Regions from separate parts of the Sus scrofa genome. Here region 1 is linked to region 2. A link is a contact called in public HiChIP or PLAC-seq data. All regions are on one chromosome and are shown on one strand. Each heading gives the region's core, a stretch centred on a gene start, on an enhancer-like site or on the middle of the called end of the contact. The rest is flanking DNA. Distances are from core to core; before and after follow the strand shown.

Region 1 (5,657 bases), core at 353-2,852, 62 kb before region 2:
TTTTTTTATGGTCCCATCCTTGACATATGGAAGTTCCCAGGCCAAGATTTGAATCTGAGCTGCAGCTGTGACCTACCCCACAGCTGTGGTAATGCCAGATCTTTTAACCCACTGGGCTGCGCCAGGGATTGAACCCTCAACTCCACAGCAACCCAAGGCGCTGCAGTTGGGTTCTTAACCCACTGTGCCACCGCAGAAACTCCTGGAAACACATTTTTATTTTGGAATAATTGCAAGTTAAAAATGCTTAAAAAGGAGGAGTTCCCGTTGTGGCACAGTGGAAACGAATCCGACTAGGAACCACGAGGTTGTGGGTTTGATCTCTGGCCTCGCTCAGTGGGTTAAGGACCTGACGTTGCCATGAGCTGTGGTGTAGGTCGCAAACGCGGCTCAGATCTGGTGTCGTGTGGCTGTGGTGTAGGCCGGCAGCTGTAGCTTCGATTAGACCCCTAGCCTGGGAACCTCCATATTTCCCGGAAGCGGCCCTAAAAAAGACAAAAGACAAAAAAAAAAAAAAAAAAAGATACTTGGACAAACGCGTTCATCCCAGCCTTGTGTCTGAAAATAGAGACACTGGTTATATATAAAGTAAGGTATATGTGCCTAATGGAACCAAGAGGAAGCCGTGATGACAAATGTTTTAACAGGGACTCAGTAGCATTTCCCAATTTCGCCTAAGTCATGTTCATTACGTATATAAAGATGCAACTAGGAGTTCCCGTCGTGGCGCAGTGGTTAACGAATCCGACTAGGAACCATGAGGTTGCGGGTTCGGTCCCTGCCCTTGCTCAGTGGGTTAACGATCCGGCGTTGCCCTGAGCTGTGGTGTAGGTTGCAGACTCGGCTCGGATCCCGCGTTGCTGTGGCTCTGGCGTAGGCCGGCGGCTACAGCTCCGATTCGACCCCTAGCCTGAGAACCTCCATATGCCGCGGGAGTGGCCCAAGAAATAGCAAAATGACAAAAAACAAAACAAAACAAAAAGATGCAACTAGATTGAAATACGCCAAAATATTTGCACTTTAATGGTCCGCTAACAGAGCATTATGTCCAGAACTTTGGTGCAAAGCATTAAAACCTAGCAAACAGTCAACACATTACAAACAGTGAATTACAAATAATCAGAATATGCCTAAGAGGAACAAAGTTCAACACATTTTTGGCTGAATGAACATTGGTTATCTCCGAATACGGTGCCGGCGACGCTCTTCGTTACAGTTTTCAATTCCGAATTTTCTAGAAGGACCTTGCCAACATCCCCTAAGTTGGAAGTGTCACTAAAAAGGGGGGCTCCCATGCCCCTCATGCCCTCGGACGGTCTCGGGCGCGAGTCGATGTGGGGGAAGCCGAGACCCCTCCCGCGGCGGAACCCCTCCCGCGGCGGAACCCAGGCGGGGAGGGCGGGGCCCGGACCGCGTTCCAGGCGCACCAAGATGGCGGCCGGCGCGCCCCGCGTTCGGAGCCGAGCGCTCCCGAGCGTTCCCGAAGCCGACAGGAACCTCGGGAGCCGCGCGGGTGGGATCGGCCCCGCCCCGGAGTCTGGGAGCGGCGGCGCCGGGCGGGGGAGGGGAGGCCGGATGTGAGTGGAGCGGCCATTTCCTGTTTCTCTGCAGTTTTCCCCAGCTTTGGGTGGTGGCTGCTGCTGGGCTCCCGCTTCCCGTCGGCGGAGGGCGAGGCGGCGTGGACCGCGGCCCCGGCACCCCGCGCCCTGCCGCCCGCAGCCGCGCGCCCGCCCGCCCGCCGCGCCCCGAGCTCCGAGCTCCTCGCCTCAGTGCCCGGCCGCCGCCGCCGCCGCGGCCCAGCGAGCGGCCCAGATGCAGGCCATCAAGTGTGTGGTGGTGGGAGACGGGTGAGTGCGCGGGCCTGGCCGGGGCCGGGGGCCGGGGGCCGGGGGGCCGGGGGGCCGGGGGCGGGCGGGCGCCGCGGGCTCGCGCGGGGCCTGGCCGGGCCTCTCCGGGGCGGGGGTCGCGGGCCGCCCCCTCTCGGGACCCGGCGGCGCGCGCGCCTGGTTCCGGCTTTTTTTGGGTGGGGGAGGGAGGGAATCGGCGAGCGGCGGCTGGAGGGAAAACTGAACTCCACCCTCCCGCTTTCTCGCAGGCCGGCTGACCGCCCGGCCGAACCCGCCCAGCGCCTCGCCGCCACCCTCCCTCCGTGGCCCGTAGATTGGGTGGGTTTAGGGAGTTGCCTTTCTTGGTGTTTCCATGAAGCTCTCGAGCCGCAGGGAGAACCTCGGTGGGTCCCTGCGGTCCCAGGTCGGTCGTGTTGGAGGACTGTGTACACGGGCTGCTTTGGGGACCCTAGGCGGATCTGCTGGGGGGTGCCTTCCGCCTGTACTTTGCCACTTTTCTGATTTTCTTAAGTGATGCTGTTTGCTATTAAGGTGGAGAAACTTTGCAGATTTCTAGCTGCGAGGAGCTGGGTGCGATTAAGACTGTTCTTTTCTCTGAACGTGGTGTAGTCAAAAAGAAAAAAAAGAAAAGAAAAAGCTGGCTCTGCGTTCGCTCCTGCGTTGGGTATGGCATGTAGCAGAACTGGCTCCTGGGCCGAGCTGTCCTGTGACTCAAGGCATTTCTTTTCATTACAGCCTGTGGTGGTTACAGGCCCTAGAGGAAGACAAGACTTGTCTTATGCAGTTTTTTTTTTTTTCTCCTCTGGAAACAAGAATCTCAGTGTAATCCGAGCAAAATTGTGTGTCTCAGCCTTGCTCAAGTAGAGGAGCCTTCTAACAAGGAAGCTCCAAGAATTACTGCCAGTTTTCAGCAAACTCCGAATGCAACTGGTACATATTTCGAGTCTTGTCGAGTAGAAGGAAGAGTTCTGGCTTCACTATACCCCAAAGTCGTCGTTAGGACTGGTGCTGCTTTTATGCCTCTTGGTGAATGTGTGCGTTTTTTGTTTTATTTAGATCATTGCCAATAAAACGTTTGAAATTGTTCCTATAACTAATTCCGATCCATGAAGGACAGTTAGAGAACTGATTTTTTTTTTTTTTTAAAGATGCTCTCTGTATGATTTGTCAGGCTTACAGATGTGAAGCTTGGTAGTTCTAGCTTTATCAGTAGAAATTGTAAGTTTCCCCTACCTAGGAACCTGTATGGAACTTTTTTTTTTAACCCTTTGAAAGAAAGCTTTAATGGAGGAGGTGTTAACTGGGGGAATGGTGAAATTAGTAAATTTGTTTAAATGAAATTTTGATCCTTTTGCTACTGAATTAAACATGTCCCTTTGTCTTGGCATTTTAAATTGTCTGGATTTCCTTTAAAAACTAAAAATGCTGCATCAGCAATGTTTAGAACTTGAAATAATACTATTTTTTAAGAAAGTCAGATTGCTAATAATGTTTTATCTAATTCTAGGATGTAATATTCTTATCTGAAAATTTGTAAAACTGAAACATAAGCCCAGCAGATAGATTCAGTTTGCTTGATCTCACAGATGGACTCTCCTGTTCTGTTGGCTTGTTTACGTAGTCAAATACCTGTTGAATGCCTGCTGTGGCGTCTGGATCTTTACTTGAAATCCCCACCTCACCACTTAGAGGGAGACCCTGAGCAAATCTCTCATCCTTCAAGAGAGGTGCCTCAGGAGGAAATTGTGAGGCTTGAGTAAAATGCTGGTTATTAAGTGCCTCACAGGTGCCTGGCCCTTACTGAGTGCTTATGAGTGTCAGCTGCCAGTATTGTTCTTATTCTGTTTCTGTTACTCTTTGGCACTGCTAGGCTCTGTGAAGGGCATATTGAGCATAAAACATAGTGGCTGAGCACTGTCAGTCATTTCTGTTGTTGTTTGGTTGGTTTTTTTTTTTTTTTTTTTCCTTCTTGCCTTTTCTAGGGCCACTCCCACAGCATATGGAGGTTCCCAGGCTAGGGGTCGAATCAGAACTGTGACCCCCAGCCTACACCACAGCCACGCCAGATCCAAGCCGTGTCTGCGACCTACCCCTCAGCTCACAGCAATGCCGGATCCTTAACCCACTGAGCAAGGCCAGGGATCGAACCCACAACCTCATGGTTCCTAGTTGGATTCGTTAACCACAGAGCTACGACGGGAACTCCAATGGAAGTTCTCAGGCTAGGGGTCAAATTGGAACTACAGCTGCCAGTCTACATCACAGCCATGGCAACACCACAGCCACGGCAACACCAGATCCCTGACCCATGTCCCAGGCCAGGGATTGAACCTGCATCCTCATGGATACTAGTCAGATTCGTTTCCGCTGTGCCACAATGGGAACTCCAAAATAAATAAAAATATTATTAGGAGGAGTTCCCTGGTGGCTCAGTGGGTTAAGGATCTGGCATCCCTGCTGTGGTGTGGGTTTGATCCCTGGTCTGGGAACTTCAGCCTACCATAGGCTCAATCAAAAAAATTTTTTGGGGGGGATTCTTTAATTAAAAGCCGTTTCATAACTATTATAACTGGCCCCAGTTATCCTATATTCTTCTAATGAATTATTAGCAATTCAGTTAGCATTGAGTATAAAAATATGAGGTCAATTTTGATACTTTTTTTTTTTAATACTTTTAAATTTTGTTAATCCTTTCTGTTTATCCTGATTCTTTTAGTCCTTTTTTTTTTTTTCCCCCGGTTGTCTTTTGTCTTTTTGGGGCTGAACCCGTGGCACATGAAGGGTCCCAGGCTTGGGGTCAAATCGGATTTGTTGCTGCTGGCCTATGCCACAGCCACAGCCATGCCAGATCTGAGCCGTGTCTGTGACCTACACCACAGCTCACGGCAATGCCGGATCCTTAACCCACTGAATGAAGCCAGGGGTCGAACCCACAACCTCATGGTTCCTAATTGGATTCATTTCCGCTGGGCCACAATGGGACCTCCCTTTTAATCCTTTTTTTTTTTTTTTTTTGTCTTTTTTTGTTGTTGTTGTTGTTGTTGTTGCTGCTATTTCTTGGGCCGCTCCCGCGGCATATGGAGGTTCCCAGGCTAGGGGTCGAAATCGGAGCTGTAGCCACCGGCCTACGCCAGAGCCACAGCAACGCGGGATCGGAGCCGCGTCTGCGACCTACACCACGCCGGATCGTTAACCCACTGAGCAAGGGCAGGGACCGAACCCGCAACCTCATGGTTCCTAGTCGGATTCGTTAACCACTGCGCCACGACGGGAACTCCCCCTTTTAATCCTTTTTAAACACAGGGTCTGCCCCTTTTATTTGCGGGACCTCTGCCACAAGTTTGTCTTTTGGTTTTACGTAGGTACGGCAGCCTCTCACATTCAGGTGTTCCTGAATAGCCACTTTTAATCGTGTGTTTCCACTTTCTTTGACTGTGAGGCTGGGGTGAGTGACTTGAAGCCCCCCGCATTTCACTCCAGATGGCCTCTCAGCCCAGTGTCTAATTTAGACATTGCTGTCCAGGAATTTTTTATTTAGTTGAATGTGATAAATGCCTTCCGTGATGTCATCTTTATAGGAATGTCCACTAGGTCCTGCCCACTTCCACTGAGCCATCACTGGTGGCCTGACCCATGAGTTGAAGCTCCTCGTGAATTGTCTTTGTGTGGTTTTGTCTCGAGGCAGGGGGTTCCATATTTTTGATCTGTTGTAAAGGTGATTGAATTCTACACTGGCTTACAAATTTAGGTTTAGCCATTTGGCTCTGACTTTGGTTGGTAAAATTACATATAATGCTTTTTTTTTTTTTT
Region 2 (5,155 bases), core at 123-2,622:
AGCTATGGAAAGAAGTTCTGCGGTGAATACTGATAAACTTGAAAGGACAAGGACTGTGGACCCATTTAAGTATATTTTGTAACTCAGTGCGAACGATGAAACACAGCACCAGCAATGCAACAGTGACTTTTCACAAGAATAATTTCAGCAGCAGGCACAGCACCATTGGGCAAGGTCACCATATTAAGAAACTGGCCAGAAGGGGAAGTGGATTAGGGTAACTTTTGGGGGGGAGGGGGCCATACCTGCAGCATATGGAAGTTACCAGGCTAGGGGCTGAATCAGCTACAGCCGCTGGCCTACACCACAGCTTGCCCAAGATCAGATCCTTAACCCACTGACTGAGGCCAGGGATCGAACCCGAATCCTCAGGGATACTAGTTGGGTTCTTAACCCACTGAGCCACAGCAGGAACTCATGGGGTAACTTCCTATGCTTTTGTCATTTGGGGGGGATGATGACTGCGTCTAGAAATAATAACAGGAAATGATCTGGAAAGACTTGGCTCTGAAAGCCATGAAACAACTGAGAAGCAGCTCATAACATTTCATGTTTTTATATATTCTTTTCCCCTCCAAAATCTACTTTTTTTTTAATATTAATAGTTAAACATTATTACTCTTTGCTCAGACCTTCTGGGGACAGACTTCGGGCACCTGATTCTACTTCTCACGGATTCCACACTTTGAAAGACTACAATGTAAAATGCTAGGTCTGTATGCCCATCATGGAATTCAGCCACAATCAGCTGCAACTGGCTTAAGAACCGCACGAAGGGTGTTACTGCCAATCTTGCATTTGGCAGATACAAGAGGCTGTGCGGGTCCACGCACCACGCGGGAGTGAAGCAGGCGGCTGCTCCCAGCTCGAGGGCGATCCCAGGTCCGCACGCAGGGGCTGGGGGGTGGGCGTGCGGGGCCCTGCAGCGCGGACAAACCGGTGGCGGGTCCACCCTGGTGACCCCGCGCACGGCCCACCCGCTCTGGGCCTCAGGGTGCCATCTATGAATGGGCAGAGGAATGGCACCCCGCTCCTCGGACAGTGGAGACGACCACCTGCGAGACAGCAGGGCCGGCTCCGGCCCGCAGTCCGGGGACACTGACACTGCCCTCGGCTGCTCGGCCCCCTCCCTCCGGCGCCCCGGCCGCGCACCGCACCCCGTCCTCACCACAGCACTCGCAGGAACAGCTCGAAGACCCCCGGGAAGACCAAGTCGTCGCTGGCGATGGCCCAGCGCCGGCCGAACAGCACCATTCCCGGCATGGCGAGGGTCCCGCCGCCCGGCCCCGCGCCAGCCCGCCGCGCGCCTGCAGCCACCGAGAGCCCCGGGACCTCGCGTCTCCGCCGGCGCCGGACCGGGACTCCGCGCAGGCGCCCGACTCAGCGCACGCGCACTGAGCCCCACGGGGCCGCCGCAGGGACTCTGCGCCTGCGCAGAAGACGCTGGGCCGGAAAATGCTGGAGACCTTCGTCTTCTCACCTGTGAAATCGGTTCAGCTGTTTTCATTTGGAGAGAAGGACTCTTCCTGGCCCGAGGGCGTCGCCAGCCCAGAGGCAGTTAGTGGCAGATTTGCAGCTCACACCCAGGTCTGTGGGGCTGCATGTCTGTGATGCACTTGCTCCGTCTGCCTTCCACCGTCTGGAGTGCGGACTTGGGACCCTTCCCTGGTTCTGGGCCTGAAGCTGAAACCGTGTACCAGACCCTAAGTCCTTGTGTTTTGCAGTAAAAGTCTTTTCCTTTAGCCTCCCAGGCCTCCCCTCAGTCTCGAACACTCAAGAGTTAATGATTAGGGAGTTCCTGTTGTGGCTCCGAGGTAACTAACCTGATTAGCATCCTTGAGGATGCCGGCTGCATCCCTGGCCTCGCTCAGTGGGTTAAGGATCAGGTGTCGCAAGTGAGCTGTGCTATATGGGTCGCGGACCCGGTCAGAGCCTCGTTGCTGTGGCTATGGCAGAGGCGGGCAGTTGCAGCTCCAGTTCGACCCCAAGCCTGGGAACTTCCACATACTGCAGGTGCTGCCCTAAAAAGCAAATAAAAAAATAAAACCACACTCTATGTAAAAAAAAAAAAGTTAATGATTAGTAAAAACATGAGCGTTGTAGCAACATGGAGACACGATGTTACACGCTCTGCCTTGGCTCACTAACTTTATATTGTACCTAGACTCCAGCTTTTCACAAATGATCTCTTCCTTGCTTAATTGCTTTCTTTTACTATAGGTTAATTTCTGCTTCAATTATATTGCCCCTAGTGTTTTATTTTTGCTTTTGAGGGCCGCATCCGCAGCATATGGAGGTTCCCAGGCTAGGGGTCTAATCAGAGCTACAGCTGCCGGCTTGTGGCTTAAGCCACAGCAACACCAGATCTTCGAACTACACCACAGCTCACCGCAACGCAGGATCCTTAACCCACTGAGCGAGGCCAGGGATTGAACCCGAAACCTCATGGTTCCTAGTCGGATTAGTTTCTGCTGTGCCACAACAGGAACTCCGCCCCTCCGCCCCAGCAATTTATTTTGTAATTGAAACACGCCCTAACATCCCTTCCTGTAGGCAATTTTCTTTCCAGAGAAAAGGTCAAGGAACGATAACTCCGAAGACAACCAGAAAGCATCACGGGACTGGCTGACGCTGGACTTCACGACTCTGAAATGATTTGTGGAGGGAGAATAATACAGTCACCTTAATCAATAACCCTATCTTCTGAGATAAACCTATAAAATCTCCTGCTATCCCCTCCCAAGGCAGGGCACAGTTTTGAGGCATTAGCCTGCTGTATCCTCCTTTACCTGGCAAAGCAATAATGCTGTTCTTTCTGCTTCACCCAAAACCCTTGTCTCTGAGATTTCACTGGTGTCGGTGTACAGAGGCTGCATTTTGGCTACAGAGCCACATGCAGCTCAGGGCTGAGGAGTGGAGAGTAGCCCGATCTGCCCACCCCTTCCTCCCAGGCAGGCGTTTCCACAGTGCAGAGGTTCTGACCACTGCTCAGCCTCTTCACTTCCCTCCACCCTTGTCCGAGCCCCCTTCCATGATGTGCCTGGCCCGGCCTCCCCACTGCTCTGCCTCCCACTACCCACTATGGTGCATTGTCCCTGCAACAGCTAGAGTGACCTTGTTGAACCATCAGCCCAGGCCCATCAGCTTAGGGTCTTGCAGGGCTGCACTTTGTGCATAGTCTCCAGCTCTTTGCAGAGGCCTCTGTGAGGATGTTGCTGAGATCCCTGGCCTCCCTCAGTTGAGGACCTGGTATTGCTGTGGCTATGGCACAGCCTGCAGCTGCAGCTCCAATGTGACCCCTGGCCCAGGGGTCCATATACTGCAGGTGAAGCCATAAAATGAAAAGAAAAGATTGTGATCACATATATCCTGGGTTTTTTGTTTGTTTGTTTGTTTGTTTGGTCTCTTTAGGGGCTGCACCCGTGGTACATGGAGGTTCACAGGCTAGGAGTCCAATTGGAGCTGTAGCTGCTGGCCTACACCACAGCCACAGCCACGTGGGACCTGAGCCGCATCTGCGACCTACACCACAGCTCACGGCAACGCCAAATCTTTAACCCACTGAGCGAGGCCAGGGATCAAACCCGCATCCTCATGGGTACTAGTCGGGTTCGTTAACCCCTGAGCCATGACAGGAACACCCTTGATCACATATATTCTTAAATGCAACGGTTTCCTTTTGCAAACAGGATTTGTAAGGTTTAGCAATAAGAGGATACTTCCGTATAAACTCTTGTTGCTAAAGAAGATACTGTGAACTGAAAGTTACAAATGACAGCAAACCATAAAACCATCATTTCAAAGAGGTGCTATACATTTTTTTTTTTTAATACAGAATGCTTCACGAATTTCCGTGTCATCCTTGCACGGGGGCCATGCTAATCTTCTCCGTATCGTTTCAATTTTACCATATGTGCTGCCAAAACGAGCACACTCTACACATTTTTTTAAGATAAATATATTTTATAGTTTTTTAAAAATTTTATATAGTTCTAATCACTGCAGGTATATTCTGCCATTTCCACATAATGTTATTCTGTCAGTTGAATCTGGCCTATTTAACTTTATTTGGCTGCACCCGCAGCATGCCGAAGTTCCTGGGCCAAGGATGGAAACTGCCACTGCGGTAACCAGCGCTACTACAGTGACAATGCCAGGTCCTTAATCCACTAAGCCACAAGGGAACTCCAAATTAGATCTGTTTTATTATTTATTTACTTATTTATTTTTTGTCTTTTTAGGGGCGGACCCACAGCATATGGAGGTTCCCAGGCTAGGGGTCAAATCAGAGCTGTAGCTGCCAGCCTACACCACAGCCACAGCCACACAGGATTCAAGCTGCATCTTCAACCTACACCCCAGCTCATGGCAACGCCGGATCCTTAACCCACTGAGCGAGGCCAGGGATTGAACTAGCATCCTCATGGTTCCTAGTTGGATTCGTTTCTGCTGCACCATGATGGGAACTCCAAATTAGATCTATTTTAAAATAATATATTATGCCATCCTGTGGATATTTCACACAAAGCCTACGTGTCCCTTTTTTAAAATTTATTTTCTTATTTTATTTTTTGATGAAGTTCATTTTTTCTTTTTTCTGTTTTGGCCACCCTGTGGCATATGGAGTTCCCAGCCCAGGGATTAGATTTGAGCTACAGTTGTGACCCATGCCACAGCTGTGGCAACACCAGATCCTTAACCTACTGTGTGGGGCCAGGATTCGAACCTGTGTCCTGGTGCTACAGACACCGATGATCCCATTGCGCCACAGCAGTGACTCCTGCAGCCCCTGATTTTACAAAGATTTAAAAATACTTTTCTATTAAAAATAGCTATTATTTTAAAATAGAGCTTTTAAAAAAATCTTTTTTTTTTTTTTTTTTTTTTTTTTTTTTTTTGGTGGTGGTACCCATGTCATGCCAAAGTTTCCCAGCCCATGGACTGAACCCTAGTGACTGGAGACACAGCAATGACAACAATGGCTCCTAAACCCACTGAGCCACCAGGGAACTCCTAAAAAATCAATTTTAAAAACAAGTATTTCTTTTCACTCCCAAAATGAAATATCCAAGTCAAAGCATAGCTCTGGAAAAGGTGGATGACCCATCATGACTCTCTTTTTGGCTGCATCCTTGGCATGTGGGAGGTCTTGGGC

The links. HiChIP or PLAC-seq counts read pairs in DNA pulled down with a chosen protein or histone mark.
Region 1: an H3K27ac HiChIP or PLAC-seq map of alveolar macrophages shows a contact between it and region 2. The contact joins the promoter of RAC1 here to the promoter of DAGLB in region 2. A contact is called at or near these places in 1 of 47 Hi-C or Micro-C datasets (embryonic fibroblasts) and 1 of 2 datasets of contacts at active chromatin or transcription factors (alveolar macrophages).

Annotation. Positions count from the first base shown.
Region 1 is chr3:4,799,455-4,805,111 of Sscrofa11.1, reverse strand. RAC1 (ras-related C3 botulinum toxin substrate 3 (rho family, small GTP binding protein Rac3)) reads left to right here and starts at 1,602. Exons shown (of 6, transcript NM_001243585.1): 1 at 1,602-1,847. The coding sequence starts at 1,813.
Region 2 is chr3:4,738,099-4,743,253 of Sscrofa11.1, reverse strand. It overlaps DAGLB (sn1-specific diacylglycerol lipase beta), which reads right to left and starts at 1,372. Exons shown (of 16, transcript XM_021086077.1): 1 at 1,169-1,372. The coding sequence starts at 1,263.